Regions from separate parts of the Mus musculus genome. Here all the other regions are linked to region 2. The links are chromatin contacts, called in public promoter capture Hi-C maps. All regions are on one chromosome and are shown on one strand. The core of a region is the stretch at or near the end of the contact, and the rest is flanking DNA. Distances in the headings are between cores, read along the strand shown.

Region 1 (3,802 bases), core at 1,032-3,531, 230 kb after region 2:
TCTTGCTGAGCACACACTAACTCACTGATGGTGAGGACTTCATTTTTGACCTTTATCTCCACTCTCGCAGGCTCATCCCAGTCAAATTTCCAGGGAGAATTAACTTCACTCTGAAAGGAGCCAAGAATTGGAGGGTGATAGCGCCTAAGGACCTTCATCCTCTCGCCCCTGCCACCTTCCATCTATCTTGGGGTCTGGTATTTGCAGGTGGCTCCAAAAAGGCTTGTTACAGAGGAAGTTCCTTCAGGCTGTTTGGCCGACCTCTTTTTGAAGTACTAATATATGAGGCTCCTTTTTATAGCTCTTCCCTGTGAGAAAGGGAAATGGGAGACTATTGTCCCTGAGTCATACAGGGAACAGATCCATTCTTGTCCTGCAAGCCGGGTACACAAACAGCATTGCTCTCCTGTATATATTACCCAGTCTACAGTTTTCCTTCAGAAGAGATGGAGGAGGAGGGGGAGGAGGGGGAGGAGGGAGAGGAGGAGGAGGGGGGAGGAGAGGGGAGGAGGGAGAGGAAGGGGAGGATAGGGGAGAGGAGGAGGGCATTCCATGAGCTTCCATAAAGAGTCTTTGCTTTCCTTTCTAAAACTTGAGTTTGTGGAATAAACTCAACAACTCTCTAATGAGTCTTAAGCACAAAACTGTACATCTTTTAAGAACCGAGTTGCCAAATTGATGGCTCACACCTATAACCCAGCACCTAAGGGGCTGGGCCAGGAGGATCACAAACTGAAGGCCAGTCTGGGCTGCCTAATGAAACTCTGTCAAAAGAAGAAAACAAAATAGAAGGGAAGTGGGGGGAGAGGAGGGGAAAACATGGGAGGTAAGGGGGAAAGAGGGGAGGGGAAGGAAGGGGAGGGGAGGGGAGGGGAGGGGAGGGGAGGGGAGGGGAGGGGAGGGGAGGGGAGGGGAGGGGAGGGGAGGGGAATATTGTCACTAACATTTAGGATTAAAGGAAACCCACTATCATCTTTGCATTATCCAGGATATTAAAAAAATCTGAGTTATCAATTTAATCTCTAGTCATTCGTATTTAATCTGTATTCAAATAACATTCTTAATCAAAACTGGCTTTGCACAAAAGAAAACTTGTTCACATGGATTTCTTAGCAAAGAAATCTAGCTGGGCGTGGCGGCACATGTCTTTGGAAGGCAGAAGCAAGTAGATCTCTGTAAGTTCAAGGTTAGCCTGATCCACAGAGTAAGTTCCAGTACAGCCAGGGCTATATAGAAAACACTTGTCTCGAGAAAGAAAGAAAAAAAGAAAAAAACCAACAACACAAAACCACCACAGTGGACTAGAAACAGATGTTCAACCCGTATATCCAGATAAGAATTCCTCACTTGCCTGCTTATCATTAACAGATGAAGGAAATGAATTCATTAAAGAAATAAAAGCCTGCCAGGCTGGAAGGGAGCCAGCTCACACAGTTATCCACTGCTTCAGAGGACAACCCAACTCTTCCCGTTTTCAAAGGGATAATAAGCAAAAGACACTGAAGAACTAAAGAGAAAACTTGAAGAAAATGTAACAGAGCTCTGGAGAGCCAGGCCAACGTCCTTGTCAGGAGAAACCTCCCTTTCAGCAGTTCCTGATCACATAAACCCAGAGTGATGCCTTGAATGGCTTTTATATATTGATTTTTTTATTTTTGGTTTTCATTATGTAGATGGAGCTGACCTCAAACTCACAATCCCCCTGTCTCTGACACCATCATGTGCTGCATGCCTGTGTGCATGCTGTCTCTTAAATTCCCTATTCGTCTCCAATTTCAATCCCACTCTCAAGCTTATAAAGTTAAAGGGAAACTCTGACTTTGAACGACTCCCAGTGATGTTTGTTGGCTTTAACAATAACGCTATATGAGATAATCAAGAAAAGGGGCCGTCAAACTGAACCCATCCCAACCCAAGACCAAACTCAGCCCATTTACTCTCCCTGCTTCAGCCCTGTGCCTATCACCCTTACAGGCCAATATGGTGGCCCGGTGAGTACAGGCGCCTGCCACCGGGCCCAACAACTGATTTTCACCCCAGAACCTACACAGTGGAAGCAAAGAACCAGCTCCTGCTAGCTGGTTTCTGACCACCACATGTGCACAGTGTCACATGTGTACCCACACACGTGTAAACCCATGCTCAGTCTCCAGGTGCAGGGACTCTGGACCAATCAGGAGAACAACTTCCACACCCATCCTCCTGCCCTCAGCTCCCCTTCCCTCGGAAACTGACCCTCTAACACACCCACACTTCATACCGAGGCATGCAAGATCTTCACAGATAGCCTCCGAGCCTATGGTGTCAGCCTGGCACGCACTCCGTACTAACTCGAGATAACTCACCATCCCTCAGGTTTGCCTCAGTTTTGTTCACTGATTCGGCTACCCGTCCCTCTGTAAAGCAACTCAGAAAATCACAGCAAAGCATGCAATCTATTATCATAAGTCCTAATCTTCTGATATCCACAGCTGGACAGTGATCGTGACTTTCATCAAACGCACTCACAGGCTAGAGCAGTGCATACAAACCAGGACCGGCTTTGCCCACCATCCTGTGGGGCATTTGATAATGTCTATAGTTGGGCTTTGGTTGTCATATATAACAAGGATGGCACTAACATCTCTTTTTTTTTTTTAAAGATTTACTTTATGTATTTGAGTTCACTGTAACTGTCTTCAGACATACCAGAAGAGAGTGTAGGATCCCATGATAGATGGTTGTGAGCCACCATGTGGTTACTGGGAATTGAACTCAGGACCTCTGGAAGAACCACTGAGCGTGATGACACGAGGTGCTGTAACCTGGAAGGGCTGGAGAGATGGCTCAGCTCTTGAGAGCACTTCCAGAGGTCCTGAGTTCAATTTACAGCAACCACATGGTGGCTCACAACCAACCATCTATAATGGGATCCGATAACCCTCTTCTATACCTAAAATAGATAGATAGATAGATAGATAGATAGATAGATAGATAGATAGATAGATAGATAGATAGATAGAGATAGATGGATAGACAGACAGACAGACAGACAGACAGACAGACAGACAGACAGATAGATAACTCTTAAAAAAATTCTGTAGCCTGACTTGGAAATGGAGTGTTAATTGATTCTGCTACAATCTATTATCATAAGTCCTAACCAGCTCCAAGGGAATGGAAGTAGACCCCCTTCTCTACTGACAAGAGCAGAAGTCCCTTAATCCTTCTCCCTCATTACCAAATTTGGTCATGTGTCTCATCAGAGTCCACCATAAAACACTGATTATTTTGTTCCATCGCATGACCTAGGGATGAAGTTGTTGGCAGAAAGCATGACTGTATTGCCTGGATACACACCTCTTTACAGACCCCCACAGAAAGCATAATTCAAATGACTTTACATCTTGCATCTGCCAACATCCCCCCCCCCCCCCCCGTGTAGTCCATTGGCCTGTTTAGTCATCTGTAGGCCCCCACCCTGCCTGCACACTGGAATCAGTCAGAGACAGCTCTCATGAAACAGCCTTGCCCACGCCCTGATCCAGCTCACTCCAGCTGAGAGCTCCCAAAGTCATTCTAACATGCAGCCAGGATAGAGAACTGGCTGAAGCCTGCACAGCTAGGAGACCAGAATGACTACCTCAGAGCATTTCAAAAAATAAAATGCAAGAAACCCAAGGCCCTGCAAGATGCTGCTTAAACAAAAAGTTCCAGAAGCCGAAGGAAATTCTGAGCAACATGAGTTCAAATGTGAACAGTGCATATTACCAGTGTGTCACGTTACTGTATCGGATGCGATCAGAGGACAAGGGTACTTGTA
Region 2 (3,785 bases), core at 166-2,665:
GCCCCCATCTCTGCCTAAATACCATTATGGTTGTCATCAGTAGAATTGACATCTGTGGGTTCTACGCCCTGATTTGCTGTGGAACTTGGGTCAGGAGAGCAAGCAACATCCATCGTTCTGCTGATGGCCAGGTCTCTGTCAGGCCACGTGGACACTTTTGTGCAACTCGTGTTGGAATGAAATATTAAATCCTTTTCCTCAGAAGACCAATCACCACACCCAAGAAGATCATCCTGAAAAACCTTCGGCCTTGTACATCAAGGGCACAAGGTTCTGCTTACAGGAAAGCCAACTTTGGGACAGAGTTTGTAAGGTCACAGATGGGGTGAATACGATTTTTCTCAACCTGGGATGTGAGGTGCAGGGTAGGGAAGAGACCTCTGTTCCAGAAGAAAAGCAAGCGGTAGGCAGAGGAACCCGGGTTCTTGTTTTATACCCTTGACCCCTTGCTATGCCACAGAACTTGAACAAAACCCCAATGTTTGGGTCTTAAACATCCCACAGTTTATACAACTCCAACCTGGTAGAGACTTGGGCTTCTGAATCTATAATTAGTGGTTTAGGATTTGGTTGGTTTTTTTTTTTTTTTTTTTTTTTTAGTTTTGGGGAAAAAAGTGACTGTAAGAATGACTACTTCTTTGTTTAGGCTAAGCCCCTGTGCATTGGGAGTTAAACTGCAAACCTCATGACACCCCCTTCCCTAATTCAATGGTTCAGGAAGGGTACCAATGTCCAAGTCATAAGAGCGGCTTGAGCATGCCAGGCAGTGGGAAATGAGCGGCAAAGCTGCAGCATTAGCCACACATTAGCATCATGCTTAAGTTGCTGTCTCCATCACTTCCCCTGCACAGAACACACGACCCCGGTGGCACCCCGGTGCTCGTCTGTGCACTGGGCTGACTGTGCAGCTCTCTGCAGCCTCCGTTGCATGCCAATTAGTGGTAAGTACAGGAAGCATGCAGTTTAGGCTAGTGATTAATGTGATCCTATGAACACGATAGATGCCACTTACTCTGCGTCATCTGACACAGGAGTTCTGGGACCGTATCTACAAGATCAAATACAAAATTAGAGAGGGCTGGCAGAGAGCGGATGCTGTGACCAACCTGGAAAAACAAACTGTGGGAGAAATCAGTTCGTGTCTACCAAACCTTTTTTGCTGGTCATGCTGTAAGAGAAATGTTGTTACACAATTAGCAATATTCATTAGCTACTTAAAAAAAAAGCCAAAATCAAAGCCTTCATATTTCCAAAGGGTATAAAGTTGCCATTAAGACCCAGAAGAGAAATCAAAAAAATCCCATGCTGCCCACAAAGAAAACTCTGTTTAATGGAAACACAAAAGCTTGGGGTTAACTCACAGTATTCGGAAAAGACAGCCTAAAATGCAAATACACTACAGTTATTCGCACACACATGGCTCATGCCCCTGTGTTGGTGTAATGGGCCGTCATGGACATGCAACATACATGAACCCTCACTGAGCTGCTCTGATGTGTTAATGCACAGACAATATCAAAGGCTATTCCTACGGGTTTTCTAAGAGCAAATCAGAACTTCAGCCAGAACTCCAATCAGTACTTTCCGCCTGCATTTGACAGAAACCACAATTCCTAGAAAACGGGTCGTCTTAATCAAAACCAGACTCAGAGGCTATCCCACAGCTGGAAAAAAACAAGGTTTGTCCTGATCTTTTCTATTCTCCTGCTAATCTGGGTTTACAAAGCTACATCCTCGGCAGTATGATTATGTGAGGCCCAAATGAAGCTACACAGTAGAAAAGATCTGAAGGTGAGAACATCACTGTACAGGAGCACGCATCTGAATGAAAAACTCCCGTGATCAAGCATCCCTGCAGCAAGGCACTGTCTTCTTCTGCTCCCAAAAGGCTGCTCACTTCTCTCACTTCTGTATTCTTTTCTTTTCTTTTTTTCTTTTTTCTTTTTGGTTTTTCGAGACAGGGTTTCTCTGTGTAACTCTGGCTGTCCTGGAACTCACTCTGTAGACCAGGCTGGCCTTGAACTCAGAAATCCTCCTGCCTCTGCCTCCCAAGTGCTGGGATTAAAGGTGTGCGCCGCTGCCGCCACCACCATCCGGCTGTCACTTCTGTATTCTGAATGCTGTAAGGAGACTCTATCCTGCTTCTAGCTTCCAGAAACCACACCTGGTCAGCAAAACATTACCTTGTCCCATGATCGGTAGCCTATCAGGTAATTTCTGAATGTTTCTTCCTATAATTTTAGAGAAATTGCCCCAACAATGCATGAAAACACACACACACACACACACACACACACACACACACACACTCCTTTCTTTCTTTCAACTTTCATCATTCTAGAACATTCCACATTTATTGACAATTATTATTTCATTCATAGGGAAAACCTGAAAATCAAGACTGCCTTTGCTGATAAGAAGAAGGTAGTTAGCACTTGGCTTCAAGGGGCCTTTTCAGTTATCAAATCTGTGGGTAAGACCCCAGCTTTCTGTTGGAATGGACAAAAGCAAGCCAACCAAAGGACTGTGAGAAGACTGTGCTGGCAGAAGACACATTCTGTTCTGCAGGGGCCACTCCCAAAAGGTACTAGTTTAAGCAGGATCCTCAGTGTGCCCCAAATGCCCCAACTGTGAGGCAAGTGACGCGAGGACTCTTCCCCACTAGGGAGGGAGCATGAGCAGGGTCACTTCTGAAGCCTGGATACATGGATTTTAGTCAGTAAAAAGGCCCACTAGAGCACTCATATTCAAATGCGGGGCTTGCTAAACCATCTTTGAAAGAGAAGTTATTCTTGATGGATAAATAATGGAGAAATGGTTAACTAACAATTGTGTGGCCTCGTGTCTCTATTTGGATATCCAGTTAGTATTTTATCGAAGTACAACACAACTCGGAACTCGGAGCTTATGGTGCACACACAGTCTTGTCCTAGCTAACTGTTAGCTTCGGGATGGATCTGAACTTCAATTGTTTTCTTCACAGAACAATGAAACAGCGTTCAAGGAGGTCTCTGCTGGTGACAGATTCTTCCTAAATTCTGAGTCTCACCCTGCAAGAAGCTTTCTGGCTGTTCTCCCTCGGCAGTGGCTGGAGGAGGCCCCTGAGAGGTAGTTTTGGGATACTGGCAAGAGCAGCAGACTCTGAGGATCGCCTTCTGTGCTCCGTTTTCTGTGCGCTCATGGATCTAAGGCGTTTCCTCGTAGATGGATGTGTTAGTTTTAAGGACCACAGATGTAAGAAAGACTGTCTTTGCTGATTAAGAGGAAGGTGATTAGCACTTGGCTTCAAGGGGCCTTTTCAGTTGTCAAGCAGGTCTGCTCTCTCTCTCTCTCTCTCTCTCTCTCTCTCTCTCTCTCTCTCTCTCTCCCTCCCTACCTCTCTCCCTCTCTCCCTCTCTCCCTCCCTCCCTCTCTCCCTCTCCCTTCCCTCTCCCTCTCCCATAGAGATCCTTAAATGCAAAGTAGGAGATACTCTGGGTAAAGAATGTCTTAATGCTATAGGGTATAGAATTGATGACTGTGACAGACTTGGAATGAGCAACCTACCAGAAAAGTCAATTAATGAAGTTCCAATCTGAGGGTAGTAGCATTCAGAAGGGTGACAGAAACAAGGCATATACCAACTGATTATGTTCATACAGCTTCCGGCACTAAGAGAGCGTCTTAGAATCCACAATAATTCAGTGGTGGATCCCTCCGAACTAATTTGAAGTGAGAGTAGACAATAGCTTCACCCACTCCTCTAGGATGAACACTCAAGTCTTGTGTTTTGCACATAGCAATTA
Region 3 (3,718 bases), core at 328-2,827, 190 kb after region 2:
ACACACACAAAGATATTTACACACAAATACTTATCATACACACATTGAGAGAGAGAGAGAGAGAGAGAGAGAGAGAGAGAGAGAGAGAGAGAGAGAGAAACACTGAGTCAATCTCCCTTTACAGATGGAGCATTAAGTGGCTGACTGAAATTCACACTCTGAGTATCTTCAAAGGGGCAAACTTATTGTCCAGCCTTTGATCTTAGACCTCGCGCTTTCTCGGCTTCTCCCATCGCCACCAGTTAGCTGCCTCCATTTCAAACTGGTTCTCTCCCTGATGGTCCCTGGTGGCCTGCTGGTTAAGGTTGGGCCCTGTCAAACTGGTCTCATCTCTTCTTTGTGCAACTATATGTTTGTGGGTAAGGGATGCGCATACATGCATTCCTGTACGTGTGTGTATGTGCCTGAACACATAGAGAAGCTCAAAGTTGAAATCAACTATTTGTTGAAGCCAGATCCCTGGATGAGAGCCCACCTATTCCAGTTAGTCTATGAGTCAAGCTTGTCCTGGGCACCGCCTACTTCTGCCTCTAAAGTGCTGGGATAGCAGGCAGCCACCGCACCTGCCTGGCTTTTCCATGGAAGCCAGAAACCCAGACTCACACTTGTGTGGGCAAAGGCTGTATTCACAGAGCCACACCCCCTGCCCGGTGCCTCTGTTGAACTTCTTGGCATTAATCCCTCCTGATGGTTTCCTACTGCCATTTCTCATTGAAAACAATTTTTACAGTGCCGACTATATACCAGGCACCATTCTAAGTCCTTCAGAGAGAGTGACGCATTTCGTCACAGTGACCCAGGACAGGTTGCAATTGATGCCATCATACAAAGGATACACAAGGAAGGTAAGGCACATACACAAAGCCCCTCCCTCATGTCCATTCTTCACTACTGGGTCCAACGTGTCTCTCTCTACTACTGTATTCCCCCTCTCTTCCAAAGATCAGGCAGATCACATTTCCCCCATTTTAAAAGTGACTTTGGACAATCTCAGCTCCAGAGTAACCTGTTCAACAGCTAAGACCACCCAAGGAAAACTGTTTATTATCCCCCACAACACATTTAGAGATGACCTCCGCCCCCTACAATAGCTGACTACATGGAAGGAAGAGGAAGCCAGGCGACTATTCTTCTCTTTCATGCAGACTCACCATTTGGTGGGCAAACAGGACGAGAAGCAGAGCAGAGCCCCCGAGGACCAGACAATGAGGCCTCAATTAAAGACAAAAGCAGAAGCACGCTGGGTTCCCGGGGATGATGGATTACACCCTAACTGGGGACTGAGTTTGTTTGTACAATCGAAAGAAGGAAGGAGCCCTGTTTGGGTGAGATAACCTTCAGTCTGGCTTCTGTTTTATTTTTTTTTGCTCTGTATTTTTATAACTCAGAGTCTGCCTGAGCAGAGGTGCAAGGTCTCCCAGCAAATACTCGTCTGTGCAAATGAAGAAAAATAAATACGAGGCTGCGGCTCTGGGACAGACCCCGGCTGCCCTCTTCTTCCACTTTTTCAAGGAGACGAACACACATAGACTTCCAGAACTGTCTGACCAAAGGGGTGGTCACTGCATGGGACCAATTGAGTTCTTGCCTGGGCTGGGCAGAGGTCAGTAGGGAAGGAGGGCAGGAGCAGTCTTTCAGACAGATAAACATAAAACGGCCCATTCTCTAGACCCTTTTGGCAAAAAGAAAGCAAAAGCCATTCTTGATGTGCTTGGAGACAAACTCTCTGTGGTGCTCAAATGTACATGTGATACCACCATTCTGTGAGTGAGAAGAAAGGAAACAGGCAGACAGGCAGACCCTAGAGGGTTTGTGAAAGAAGGGTACATGGAGCAGAAATAGCAAAAGAAACTCTGAAAAACAAACAAACAAATAAACAAACGATTAAGCAGCTCCCCCTCCTACCTTTCCAAGAAATACTCAGATGTAAAATGGCTGACATCTGGTCACCATCTCTGCTCACTAAATGCTTACACATTTATCAATTCTCCCAACTTTAATTGTGTTTCTTCCTCTGCCCCTGAACTGCATCAGGCTAGAGGGATTAAAAACTAACAAAGGTTGAATGCCCTCGATCAAAATATCCAAAATGTTCTAATACCTGACACTTTCTGAGTGTCTCCAAGACAACTAGGGGAGAACTTCACTCCTGGCCACCTACAACAGGTCACATTCAGACAGCTTATCATCCCCAAATGAAAAGGGGCTCTCCTGGACTCTGTCATCTGTGATAAACAAACTTGTCTCTTATACAGAATGATTTAAGATATAGAAAATTATCTTTTTGCCTATATGTAAAGGTAGGTGTGTGTGTGTGTGTGTGTGTATGTGTAGGCTTGGGTCTTATGCTCATGTGAAAGGGCTGAGGGAGCCAGTAAACTGACTACTTGTGGGGCGAGCATGAGAACCTGAACTTGGATCTCTGGTAGCCATGTAAGAAGCCTGGCAAAGTAGTGCACATCTGTGCACATCTGTAACTTTCCCATTTAGGAGGTGCAAGGCCCTGGGGCTCACTGACCAGCCAGGGTGACAGACCTGTGCACATAAACATGCAAACATGCACACAAGATATCTATGTGTACACAGCCATACCAAAATCTGCAATCTGAAATATCTGTAGTCCCAAATGCTTCAGATAAGAGCACTCAACCTCTGATGCCACATCCATCTCCAGCCATGGGGAGCTAAGAGTTAACTGGAGTTTCACCAGAAACTTCCAGCAGGTGCTCCTCTGTGTACCAGGTGTACCAACGGATGTGTTCCCTGCTTAGCTTCTCACCTCTAATGAATATTTCAGATGAAAGGCAAACCAACATCAATTGCTCAATAGCCGTGAACTATAAACAGAATGGCCTAGATTTTTCCACTAATTTCAACAAAGCTGAAGAAGTTGTTTACACAGACCTGTCAAAGTGAACTCAGGAGTGGGGTGGCTCATCTGAACACTAATGTTTCCGTGCCAACCAAAAGTCTAAGAGGGAGAGTCCCCGGGAGGAAACGACAGAGCTGGCTGGAGGCAGCAGCAGTGTGCGCTGGGTGGGCTGTTTAGCTCCGGTCAGAAAACAATCGTTCCCAGATAGTTCCTCCACAATGCATGGAACCTTCAACAGATTGCACTAAGTGAATTGCTCTAAACACACACTGTTCATAATGGGAAACTGCCAGGTTCAAGCTCATAATAAATTTCACTAATGTTTCCTATGGTACATGACTATGTATACACACACACAGAGAAAGAAAGAACTAAGAGTAACATGAAGTTAGAGGAATCTTTGCACTCTCTCAGATTTCACAGCAGCCTCAATTCAGAGCAAAAGCATTCACACGCATTAACATATTCTTTCTCAGCCACACATCCAGTATTTAGCTGCCCAGCAACCCAAGGGCTCCAGACGGCAATGAAACTAAAAATCTAAGCGTCTGCCTATGTGAGCAGACTCCAAACAGAAAAACCTGCAGCATAAACAGTGAAGGCCAAAGCCCTGGGCTATGAGTAAGTGTCTATTTTTTAGGAATGGCAACTAAGTACCCAGGTCCACACCCACAGACACTCAAAGCTGTAGGAAGTAGCACCTGAAAGCAGGTATAATTGAGTAAACATAGTAACCAGGTGGGGCTCTGGGCACATGCATGTTATCCCAGCACTCAGGAGGCAGGAGGATTGCCACTAGTTTGAGGATATTGTAGGCTATCTTTGTCTTACCCCACTCTGAGACAT

The links. Promoter capture Hi-C pulls out the DNA fragments that hold promoters and counts their contacts.
Region 1: a promoter capture Hi-C map of cranial neural crest shows a contact between it and region 2. The contact joins two enhancer-like sites. A contact is called at or near these places in 9 of 39 promoter capture datasets (3T3-L1-derived adipocytes, the C10 cell line, the HPC-7 cell line and 6 more), 4 of 484 Hi-C or Micro-C datasets (the N1E-115 cell line, bone marrow-derived macrophages, myocytes and 1 more), 9 of 115 datasets of contacts at active chromatin or transcription factors (craniofacial prominence, embryonic basal ganglia, embryonic forebrain and 6 more) and 1 of 9 other capture datasets (pancreatic islet).
Region 3: a contact with region 2 is called in a promoter capture Hi-C map of the C10 cell line. The contact joins two enhancer-like sites. A contact is called at or near these places in 8 of 39 promoter capture datasets (the C10 cell line, the HPC-7 cell line, cranial neural crest and 5 more), 4 of 484 Hi-C or Micro-C datasets (bone marrow-derived macrophages, cerebral cortex, cranial neural crest and 1 more), 7 of 115 datasets of contacts at active chromatin or transcription factors (craniofacial prominence, embryonic basal ganglia, embryonic forebrain and 4 more) and 3 of 9 other capture datasets (adipose tissue, embryonic stem cells and liver).

The regions. Positions count from the first base shown.
Region 1 is chr5:66,765,805-66,769,606 of GRCm38.p6, reverse strand. The region is part of intron 1 of Limch1 (LIM and calponin homology domains 1); the gene reads right to left. Among named protein-coding and RNA genes, the nearest start is that of Limch1, 22 kb to the right of the region's middle. Within about 2 kb of position 2,281, at least 9 of the 459 cell types and tissues checked have an H3K27ac peak or open chromatin away from gene starts, as enhancers often do.
Region 2 is chr5:66,990,406-66,994,190 of GRCm38.p6, reverse strand. It overlaps Limch1 (LIM and calponin homology domains 1), which reads right to left. Exons shown (of 26, transcript NM_001001980.3): 9 at 1,013-1,048. Among named protein-coding and RNA genes, the nearest start is that of Gm33040, 7.2 kb to the left of the region's middle. Within about 2 kb of position 1,415, at least 3 of the 459 cell types and tissues checked have an H3K27ac peak or open chromatin away from gene starts, as enhancers often do.
Region 3 is chr5:66,798,005-66,801,722 of GRCm38.p6, reverse strand. The region is part of intron 1 of Limch1 (LIM and calponin homology domains 1); the gene reads right to left. Among named protein-coding and RNA genes, the nearest start is that of Limch1, 54 kb to the right of the region's middle. Within about 2 kb of position 1,577, at least 22 of the 459 cell types and tissues checked have an H3K27ac peak or open chromatin away from gene starts, as enhancers often do.